2 separate regions of the Mus musculus genome follow, and region 2 is linked to region 1. Evidence: chromatin contacts called from public promoter capture Hi-C data. All regions are on one chromosome and are shown on one strand. The core of a region is the stretch at or near the end of the contact, and the rest is flanking DNA. Distances in the headings are between cores, read along the strand shown.

Region 1 (4,546 bases), core at 604-3,103:
GTGGAGAGAGAGAAAACTGCAAGAGAGGGATAGAATTGGGAAGCATTTCAGAGCGACGTAGAAACCCAGTGCAATGGAAACCCCATGGAACCTATGAGGGTGACAGAGAGAAGACGCCTAATAATGGGGAGGCAGAGCCTGAACCGGCTATCCTCTATAACCAGGGAAGACCTCAAGTGGAACACTCCCTCATTGCTAGTAGGAGTGCTGACTTGTATAGCCACCTAGCCACCAACCCTCCCACCTACAGTTTTTCATGCCTGCAGGATGTGCTGGGACTGAAACCTAACATAATGGTCATCAGAGAGACTTCATCCAGCAACTGATGGGAGCAGATGCAGAGACCCACAGTCAAATGGTAGGCAGAGATCGGGGAATCCTGTGGAAGAGAGGGAGGAAGGACTGGAGGAGCCAGAGGGATCAAGGACATCATAAGAACATGCCCCACAGAACCAATGAACAGGGACTCAAATGGGCTCGGAGAGATCAGGAAGCCTGCATGGGTCTGACCCAGATCCTCTGTGTATATGATATGGTTGTGTAGCTTGCTTTTCTCCCGCTCTTCCTAACAATGGGAGTGGGGGAACTATCTTTGATTCTTTTGCCTGCGTTTGGGTCTGTTTTCCTCCTACTAGGTAGCCTCCACCAGCATTGATGTGAGAGTATGTGTCTACTATTACTGTGGCTTGTTATACTATATTTGGTTTATGTCCCTGGGAGGCCTACTCTTTTCTGAGGGGAGATGGGGGAGGGGTAGATCTGAGGGAGGTAGAGATTGTAGGCAGGGGAGGGAGGGAAACTGCAGTCAGTATATGAGAGAAGAATACACACAAAAAAAGAAAAAGAAAAAAAACGTCTTCAGAGTAAAGAAAAAAAAAGCTTCTTTAGAGTCCCAGCTATGCTGTTGGTGTATGGGATAAATAGGACTTACTGAAAAAGAGAAGCATGGAGAACAGGTAAGTTCAGCCTGGGACATTTGAGCATGAGGTGTCTGTAGATGATCCAAACGGCAATATCAAACACACAGCTGAACACTATAGCCTTGGAGCTGAGGGGACAGGGCAAGTGAAAAAGGCTTAGAAGCTTCCCAGCTTCCCAGGCTATTTGAAACTACCATGGAAGAAGGGTAAGACAGTGGGTATTATTAGTAAAGGATGAGAAAGGGGTTTTCCGGGAGAGAAATGTGTTCAGTAATTGGAGCTGGTTGCTTCCCTTTTCCTTAACAAAACCAACTTCCAGAGCAGCAGTGAGTCTGGGAAACAGACTGACAGACCAGTTCCAGGCTCCTCTGTAGTCCAGATACATCTGTCAAACAAAGCAGATGTCTATGAGAGTGAAGATGCTATTAAAAACAAACAAACAAACAAACAAACTACCCCTTTCCTGATCGAAATGGCCACGCACCTGACACCTCACTTTAGCTGTCTGCCTTTTCCCCTTTCTTCATTCTTATGTGCCCAGAAGTGCGGCCAGCTATGTGATAAGTATGAATATAAAAGGCAAACATGATAAACAAAAGAATAAAAAGGAGAAGAAGCCTGCCCTCTGATAACCCTGGGTGAAGTGAGAAACCAGGGAGACCACCTCTCTGCCTCAAGCCAGGGTGGTCGGACCCATCCTTAACCGTCCTTCAGACTCACTTTCTTCCAAACACCTCTCTCAGCCTGGCACTCTTGGGGCCATGTCCTGTCTTGCTTTGCTTCATGAACAAGTCTCCAGGCACAGATTCACACCCTCTAATCTGCTGGCACCATCTGTCAAAAAACGTGAACACTTAATCTCCGCCTAAAACCCTCCTAGTGTTCTTCGCTGTTCAGTGGATAAAGCCAAAGTCCTCGTCTACACGGACAGACAGGTCTCCATTGACTTGGATCCTGCCTTACGTGCTGAGAGCACTATAAGCACACGATATGAGCAGAAAAGAGTACGTGTACCTTTCTGTGCATTTTGAACAGGAACCACGCACCAAAGCCTTGTGCTAGGAATTTACGCTTCTGTAGTCGTCATAGCATTTGCTCAGACATCTGTTGTTAATAGTCTCCTGATGACTGATTCTGGTACACAGGGCCAGCCTAGGTGGAGAAGGTCTGGTTGTCAACATTCTTTCCACCAAGTCAAGACTTGGCATGAAAGAACGTAATTTTTTGCCTTCCTAATTCCTTTCCTCTACCTTAAACAGACCAGGTGAAGGATCGCAACCACATCTAATCTTCCCTAGAGACAAGAGAACCCTATATTCCGCGGGCAGACACTGGACTGAGACTAGCAAGACAGAAGAGTCTTGTCTCTTGTCACCGGTTGGGCCTGACCCTCCAAACCAAAGTCTGTCCTGTGGGCTCCCTGAATGAAGATCAGAACCAGAAGCCCTTCCTCCTGGCTCCAGTGTGGTTGGAACCACGTCTGTGGGATTGAGTTTCCAAGGATACTTTCTGCCAAGTGCAAAGATGGGAGTCCAGCGGAGGAGACTCTGGTGACTTCTAAGCACAGGCAGGACCCGGAGGCCTGACCTTCGTGCTCCTACCGCCTGGGTGCTCTCCCGGGACGCTCAGGTCAGGCAGAAGCAGCCTGCGACCCAGCTTCTTCGAGGGTATCTTGCGCCTGGTGGAGCTGCCTGGGAGAGGCAGAGGCAGAGACAGTCCTGGGGAACCTGGTTGCTGTCGGGGCAGGGGCATTTGCTCAGGAAATGTGGAACTGGCCAAGAGAGTCAGTCTCCAACATCCTCTCACGTTGTCGCCAGAGCCCTTAGATCCTGAATTTGGAACCCAGACTAGGACGGTGCACCAGCTGCCCCGTGGGCAAGGAGCTCTGGGCTCCGGTTTATGGCAGCCGCACGGACACCGGTCCAAGCCACCCGCCTGCTGCACCGCGACGAGAGCCCCCCAGCAGCCCGCTTCCCGCGGCCGCTGGGCTCTGACCCCCTCGCGCCCCCGCGCGTCCATCTCTGTTCCCAGCGCGGTGCAAGTGATGTAAGGCGGCCAGGCTCGCGCGCTTTCCTCCTGCCCGGACGGAGTCCTCCCTCCCCGCCGGCAGCGCCGCGCGCCCACTCCGATCCGCTGCGCCCAGGCTCCGCTTCTAGAGCTCTGGCTACCTACTCGCAGCGGCTGGGAAAGACCCTCCTCCTCTAACCCATCTCCCTCCTCCCCTCCTCGTCCCCCCCCCCCTCCTGTGCAGTGTCGGTGGGGAAAAACCAGGCTTGGCTCTCGGAATCCAAGAAGAGAACAGAGGGACAGCCCATACAAAGCTTTCTGGAGACACTGAGAGGTGGCAGGAGCCTTCAGGTAACTCGGTGACCATACTTCTTTGACACATGTTGGTATGAGATAGAACGGGTTGCAATAGTGATGGGGGAGGGAGGGGAGGAAAGAGGAAGAGAGAGAGAGAGAGAAAGAGAGAGAGAGAGAGAGAGAGAGAGAGAGAGAGAGAGAGAGAGAGAGAGAGAGAGAGAGAGAGAGAAGTCAGAGATAGCAAGAAAGAGTTAGTGGGTAGGAAGTTGGATTGGATTCTTTTTAACCCCTGTGGTTTCACCTCCCACAGAAAAAAAAGCAAAAGGGTACTACTCCCTGGCTACCAGGCAGCCCCAAGCTGGATGGAGTGAAAGATGCGGCCTGATGACATAAATCCGAGGACTGGGCTGGTGGTGGCCCTGGTCAGTGTTTTCCTGGTCTTTGGTTTCATGTTCACTGTCTCTGGCATGAAGGGGGAAACTCTGGGGAACATCCCTCTGTTGGCCATCGGGCCAGCCATCTGCCTACCAGGCATCGCCGCCATTGCTCTGGCCAGGAAAACCGAAGGCTGCACCAAGTGGCCAGAGAATGAGCTACTCTGGGTCCGCAAGTTACCCTGCTTCCGGAAGCCCAAGGACAAGGAAGTGGTGGAACTCCTGAGGACCCCATCAGACCTGGAGTCAGGCAAAGGGAGCTCGGATGAACTGGCTAAGAAGGCAGGCCTCAGAGGCAAGCAGCTCCCACAGGGACCAGGTGAGGTGCCTATGGCCAGCTCCGTTACTACCCCCACTCCTACAGAGGAAGGAGAATGCCAGAGTCTAGTCCAGAGTGGGCGGCAGGAAGAGACATCCAGATACCTGGATGGCTATTGCCCCTCGGCCAGTTCCCTCGCCTACAGTGCCTTGGATGCCAAGTGCTCAGCCTGGGACAGATCTGACCGCCCTGAGCCCGAGGACAGCATCTTCTTTGTGCCCCAGGACAGTATCATCGTTTGCTCCTACAAGCAAAACAGCCCCTATGACAGATACTGTTGCTACATCAACCAGAGCCAAGGCAGGTGGGACCACGAGACAATAGTCTGACCTGTTCATACAAGGGTCCCATGTTGACAGACACATTGCTATACTCAGCTCCCAAGGAAAGAGAATCTGTGCTCCAACAGCCTTCACACTGTTAGAAACTGGCACGGTATGTGATGGGGGTGCAGACCTCTGGTGCCTGATACTCATGTAAATAGGCATGTTGGGGGCATAGTTTAGGGAAGTACGGAGAATTAAGGACACTGGGAAGAGACAGTAAACAGGAAGAAAGTTCCATTTGCT
Region 2 (4,705 bases), core at 1,496-3,995, 180 kb after region 1:
TCTTTACAAGAAAGTAAAAATAAGTCTGAACTGGGGAAAAAGAGAAAGAAAGAAATGAGCCCCTGGGGAGCTCATCTGGAGCCACATAGAATTGGTAACCAAAGATTAACTCTCAGGGTTTTGTTTTGTTTTGTTTTGTTTTGTTTCAATAATTTATTTGTTTTTTATTCACTTACTCTCAAGTTTTTTAGGCTACAAATAAGGAATTTCAAGATAAGAAACTGTTAATCCATGAATCATCAGACAAGCAAAATCAAAAGTTCCTGCAAAGAAACACCAGTGAGACAAACTTTTTTTTATGTTTATATTTTTTTATTACGTATTTTCTTCAATTACATTTCCAATGCTATCCCAAAAGTCCCCCACACACCCCCCCCACTCCCCTACCCACCCATTCCCATTTTTTGGCCCTGGCGTTCCCCTGTACTGAGGCATATAAAGTTTGCAAGTCCAATGGGCCTCTCTTTCCAGTGATGGCCGACTAGGCCATCTTTTGATACATATGCAGCTAGAGTCAAGAGCTCTGGGGTACTGGTTAGTTCATAATGTTGTTCCACCGATAGGGTTGCAGATCTCTTTAGCTCCTTGGGTACTTTCTCTAGCTCCTCCATTGGGGGCCCTGTGATCCATCCAATAGTTGACTGTGAGCATTCACTTCTGTGTTTGCTAGGCCCCAGCCTAGTCTCACAAGGGACAGCTATATCATGGTCCTTGCAACAAAGGCTTGCTAGTGTATGCAATGGTGTCATCGTTTGGAGGCTAATTATGGGATGGATCCCTGGATATGGCAGTCTCTAGATGGTCCATCCTTTTGTCTCAGCTACAAACTTTGTCTCTGTAACTCTTTCCATGGGTGATTGTTTCCAATTCTAAGAAGGAGCAAAGTGTCCACACTTTGGTCTTCGTTCTTCTTCAGTTTCATATGTTTTGCATATTGTACCTTATATCTCGCTATACTAAGTTTCTGGGTTAATATCCACTTATCAGTGACAAACTTTTACCACAACAGAAAAACCAGAGCTCTGAGGACGAGCACTGTAACTCAGACATTCCCCACCATGGAGCTGTGTTTCCCACGAAAAGTAGCATGACTTGCTGAGATGTACAAGGCCCAGCAAGGACCTTACCACCCACACAGCCTTACCTTGTAACTCCTCAGCCAGCTGCCCAAGCTGACAGTACCTAGAACCTGGCAAGTCAGAGGAAAAACAGACTGTGGTGACCACTGCGGTGGCAACAGAATAGAAGTTCAAATAATTATAGAAATGCTACTTATTCAAAATGTCACAGTGATACAGAAGATGCACAGTATAAAAAATAGACATAAGGTCGTAGCTCTGTCGGTACAGTGCTTGCTTGGTGTGCATGAAGCCCTGGGCTCTAGTATTGCATAAACCAGGAGGTGCATGCCTATAGTCCTAGCACTCACAAGCTGGAGGCAGGAGGGTCATCAGTTCAAGGTTATCTCCTGCTACATCGTGAGTTCAAGGCCCAGATGGTGACATGAGACCTGTGTCAAAACCATAACAAAAATAATGGTCATACATGTAAACGAGATTCTGAATGGTTCAGGGATTTGACATGTTCCAGGTTCATTTCTTTAAGATATAATAATAATAATAATAATAATAATAATAATAATGTGAGAGAGAGAGAATACAAAAGTAGGCCATGCTATAGAAGATCAATTTAAAATCATCTGAGACTACAGAAAAGGTGTTTTTTTTACCCTGAGGATCTCTTCAAATTGCATAATGTATATTTCTGCCATAACCTTACTTAAATAAGAAATAATAATGCATTATGCAAATATTAACATATAAACACATATGTATTACTGAAATATATATATGTGTGAGAAATTTTTAAATTATGGGAACAAGAATTTATACTTCAGATGGTATCTACGGTTTGAAAACACAGAGAGCAGACGCCCCATTGTGGTCCGCTGTATGGAAAGGCCCTAGTCTTTGCTGTAACAAAGCACCAGAGACTACTTAGCTCAGAGAGCTGCTAGGAAGTCCATGATGGGGGTGATGGAAGATTTGGTTCTTGCTAACCGTGCTCATCCTCACTCAAAGAGAGATAGCTGCCATCTAACAGTGAGTTCATGTGCATCTTCCTTGGAGAGAAAAATCCCTGCCCTCTTGTATGTGTGCATCTGCATGCTGCATGCATGTGTGCATGTTAGGGGGAGACTGAACTCAGGGCCTTCCTTGTGCATGCTAAGCAAGCACGGTACTTACCACTGAGCTATGTTCCATTTCTCTCTTACTTTTCTTACAGCAAAGCATGATCTCATCATGTGGAGTCCATATCACATCATCTACACCTAATTGTTTCCAAGGTCACCAGACCCAACACCATTACACTGGGAAACAGGCTCAAAACATGACTTTGGAGATGGGGCACACACATTCAGCCATGATAACCTTTCTCTCACCAAACAGGCAGCCAGCAGCGGGTGGGGCACCCAGTGAGGACTGCTGGCCACACCCACCATTTCCAGCAGCATCCATGTATCCCAGTCCTGCTGCATGGAGTAGCCTAGGGGCAAGGAACTCCTGAAGGGCAACTCCCTAGTAGCTTGGGTCCTGCTGTTAAAGTCTGGCACCCAGGGACACCGCCATACTGGCTTCAAACACCTCTGAATGTGTCCAGTCCACCGTGAGTCACCTATCTCTGCAATATTTCAGGCACAGGGAGTGACTCAGAGAGAATGGAGGACAGTTCCCCTGCAAGACAGGAAGAGGAACTGGCCAGCAGTGAGGCAGGAGTGTTGGCAGGCTGTCCCAAGTGTGCCTTATGTCCCTTTACGGAGAAAGGAGGCCAGGCAGCCACCCACACAGTTGACACTCATCTGTGAGTGGGCTCGTCTGCCTTCAGGCTGAGCTTGGGAGGGAAGCGCAGGAGAAGGAGACTAGAGAGAGGGGGTTCTTCTGGGGTGGGTTTCTCAATGGAGCAGAGGTGACAAGGGATGACAAGGGCTGAGAAAGCTGGAGGTGCACATGCATGTGCAGGAGGCAGACACCTTTTTATTATTGGCCGTAGGCATTAACTAAGCTAACAAGGAGTCCACTTTGTACTCTGCCTTAACTTTAGTTTACTTTGTAAAGTGGGGTTACCCATAACCAACCATTTATTCAGAGGGGCAAAGCTGTCAAGAATTATTTTTTAATCTTCTTAATCTACTATTGCAGGATAAGACTGGTTTACTTTTTTTTTTTTTTTTTTTTTTTTTTTTTTTTTGGTTTTTTGAGACAGGGTTTCTCTGTGTAGCTCTGGCTGTCCTGGAACTCACTTTGTAGACCAGGCTGGCCTCTGCCTCCCAAGTGCTGGGATTAAAGGCGTGTGCCACCACACCCTGCCTAAACCTGGTTTACTTTTTATGTCAAGGTTCATTACCATTCACCTTTAAGCAAAGCCTCAGCAGCCTCTGGTGTATTATCTAATATCAGTTTTACTGCATGGGAGGGGGCACTGGTTTGCTGTGGTAGAATGCATGCTTAGTAAGCACAGATGCTGGGCTTAGTCCCCAACACAACGATGACAACAAAAGTCCACTCATTATCCTTCATCACTAAAACAGCTATGAAAATAATAAAATTGTCCTGATTGACTGGGGCAGGGGGGGCAACATGATAAAGAGACTCAATTGAGAAAATAAGACTGGCCCGTGGGATGCCTAAGAGGAGGTGGCGGTGGTGGTGGCAGAGGGGCAGCAGGGCAGCAGCAGCAGCTTCTCCCCCTCCCCATACCTTGTCACCCTACCCTTCCCTCCTCCCCTTTCCCCCCACCCCTCCCCCTCCTCCTCCTCTCTTCTTTTTCTTCTTCTTCTTCTTCTTCTTCTTCTTCTTCTTCTTCTTCTTCTTCTTCTTCTTCTTCTTCTTCTTTTTTTTTTGGTTTTTCGAGACAGGGTTTCTCTGTATAACCTTGCCTGTCCTGGAACTCACTCTATAGACCAGGCTAGCCTCGAACTCAGAAATCCACCTGCCTCTGCCTCCCAAATACTGGAATTAAAGGTGTGTGCCACCACGTCTGGCTTTTTTTTCTTCTTAATGAATGATGTGGAGGACCCAGCCCACTGTAGGTGGTGACCTCTAGGTAGATAGTCCTAAGGTGTATAAGAAAACAAACGGAGGCAAATATGAGCCCCAGTCATCAGCAGCTCCATTGGGAGAGCTCCATGCCATGCAAGGCATCTGTCCCACTAACACAAGGCAGACAGAGTACAGCAGCCAGTGGATACATGTGACAGAAAGTGCTGTGTCAATAGTGCAGCTAGAGTGATACCACCAGAGAGGAACAGACACACCAGCCAGCTAGAAGCACTAGGGAAGACTAAGATGATCATGGAAATAGCTGAGACTGAAGTCAGAGGTGGAGCTGATGACCAGAGTTTCATCCTTTCTGGAATCCTAGAAGCAGAGGTGGGCAGGTTGAGGAACCACCAAGCCCAATCTCTTCCCTTTGTAGGTCTTAGGCAGGGAGCATGTGGCTGCCCAGGAAACGGCCTGTTAATTCTACCCCAGGATAAGGAGAAGGTTTCCTCTGAAGACTCAAGAAGGCCTTACAGATGCCCTGCTGTGACATCACATTAGCAGCCATACATTGAGAAATGGAAGCTTCCTGTCTACATCCTCAAGAGTGTGTCACTTGGGGTGCCTTCTTGTCTGTGGCTAGCCTTTAGATGCCGGTAGCCCTG

The links. Promoter capture Hi-C pulls out the DNA fragments that hold promoters and counts their contacts.
Region 2: a promoter capture Hi-C map of trophoblast stem cells shows a contact between it and region 1, with 2.7 times the contacts expected there. The contact joins the enhancer-like site here to the promoter of Tmem215 in region 1. A contact is called at or near these places in 1 of 39 promoter capture datasets (trophoblast stem cells), 1 of 484 Hi-C or Micro-C datasets (cerebral cortex), 2 of 115 datasets of contacts at active chromatin or transcription factors (embryonic stem cells and stem cell-derived neural progenitor cells) and 2 of 9 other capture datasets (liver and pancreatic islet).

The regions. Positions count from the first base shown.
Region 1 is chr4:40,470,327-40,474,872 of GRCm38.p6, forward strand. It overlaps Tmem215 (transmembrane protein 215), which reads left to right and starts at 1,854. Exons shown (of 2, transcript NM_177175.4): 1 at 1,854-3,278; 2 at 3,535-4,546. The coding sequence starts at 3,599. The coding sequence ends at 4,306.
Region 2 is chr4:40,646,601-40,651,305 of GRCm38.p6, forward strand. No RefSeq gene overlaps it. Among named protein-coding and RNA genes, the nearest start is that of Aptx, 54 kb to the right of the region's middle. Within about 2 kb of position 2,746, at least 18 of the 459 cell types and tissues checked have an H3K27ac peak or open chromatin away from gene starts, as enhancers often do. A contact at or near this core is called in trophoblast stem cells, where this site is marked.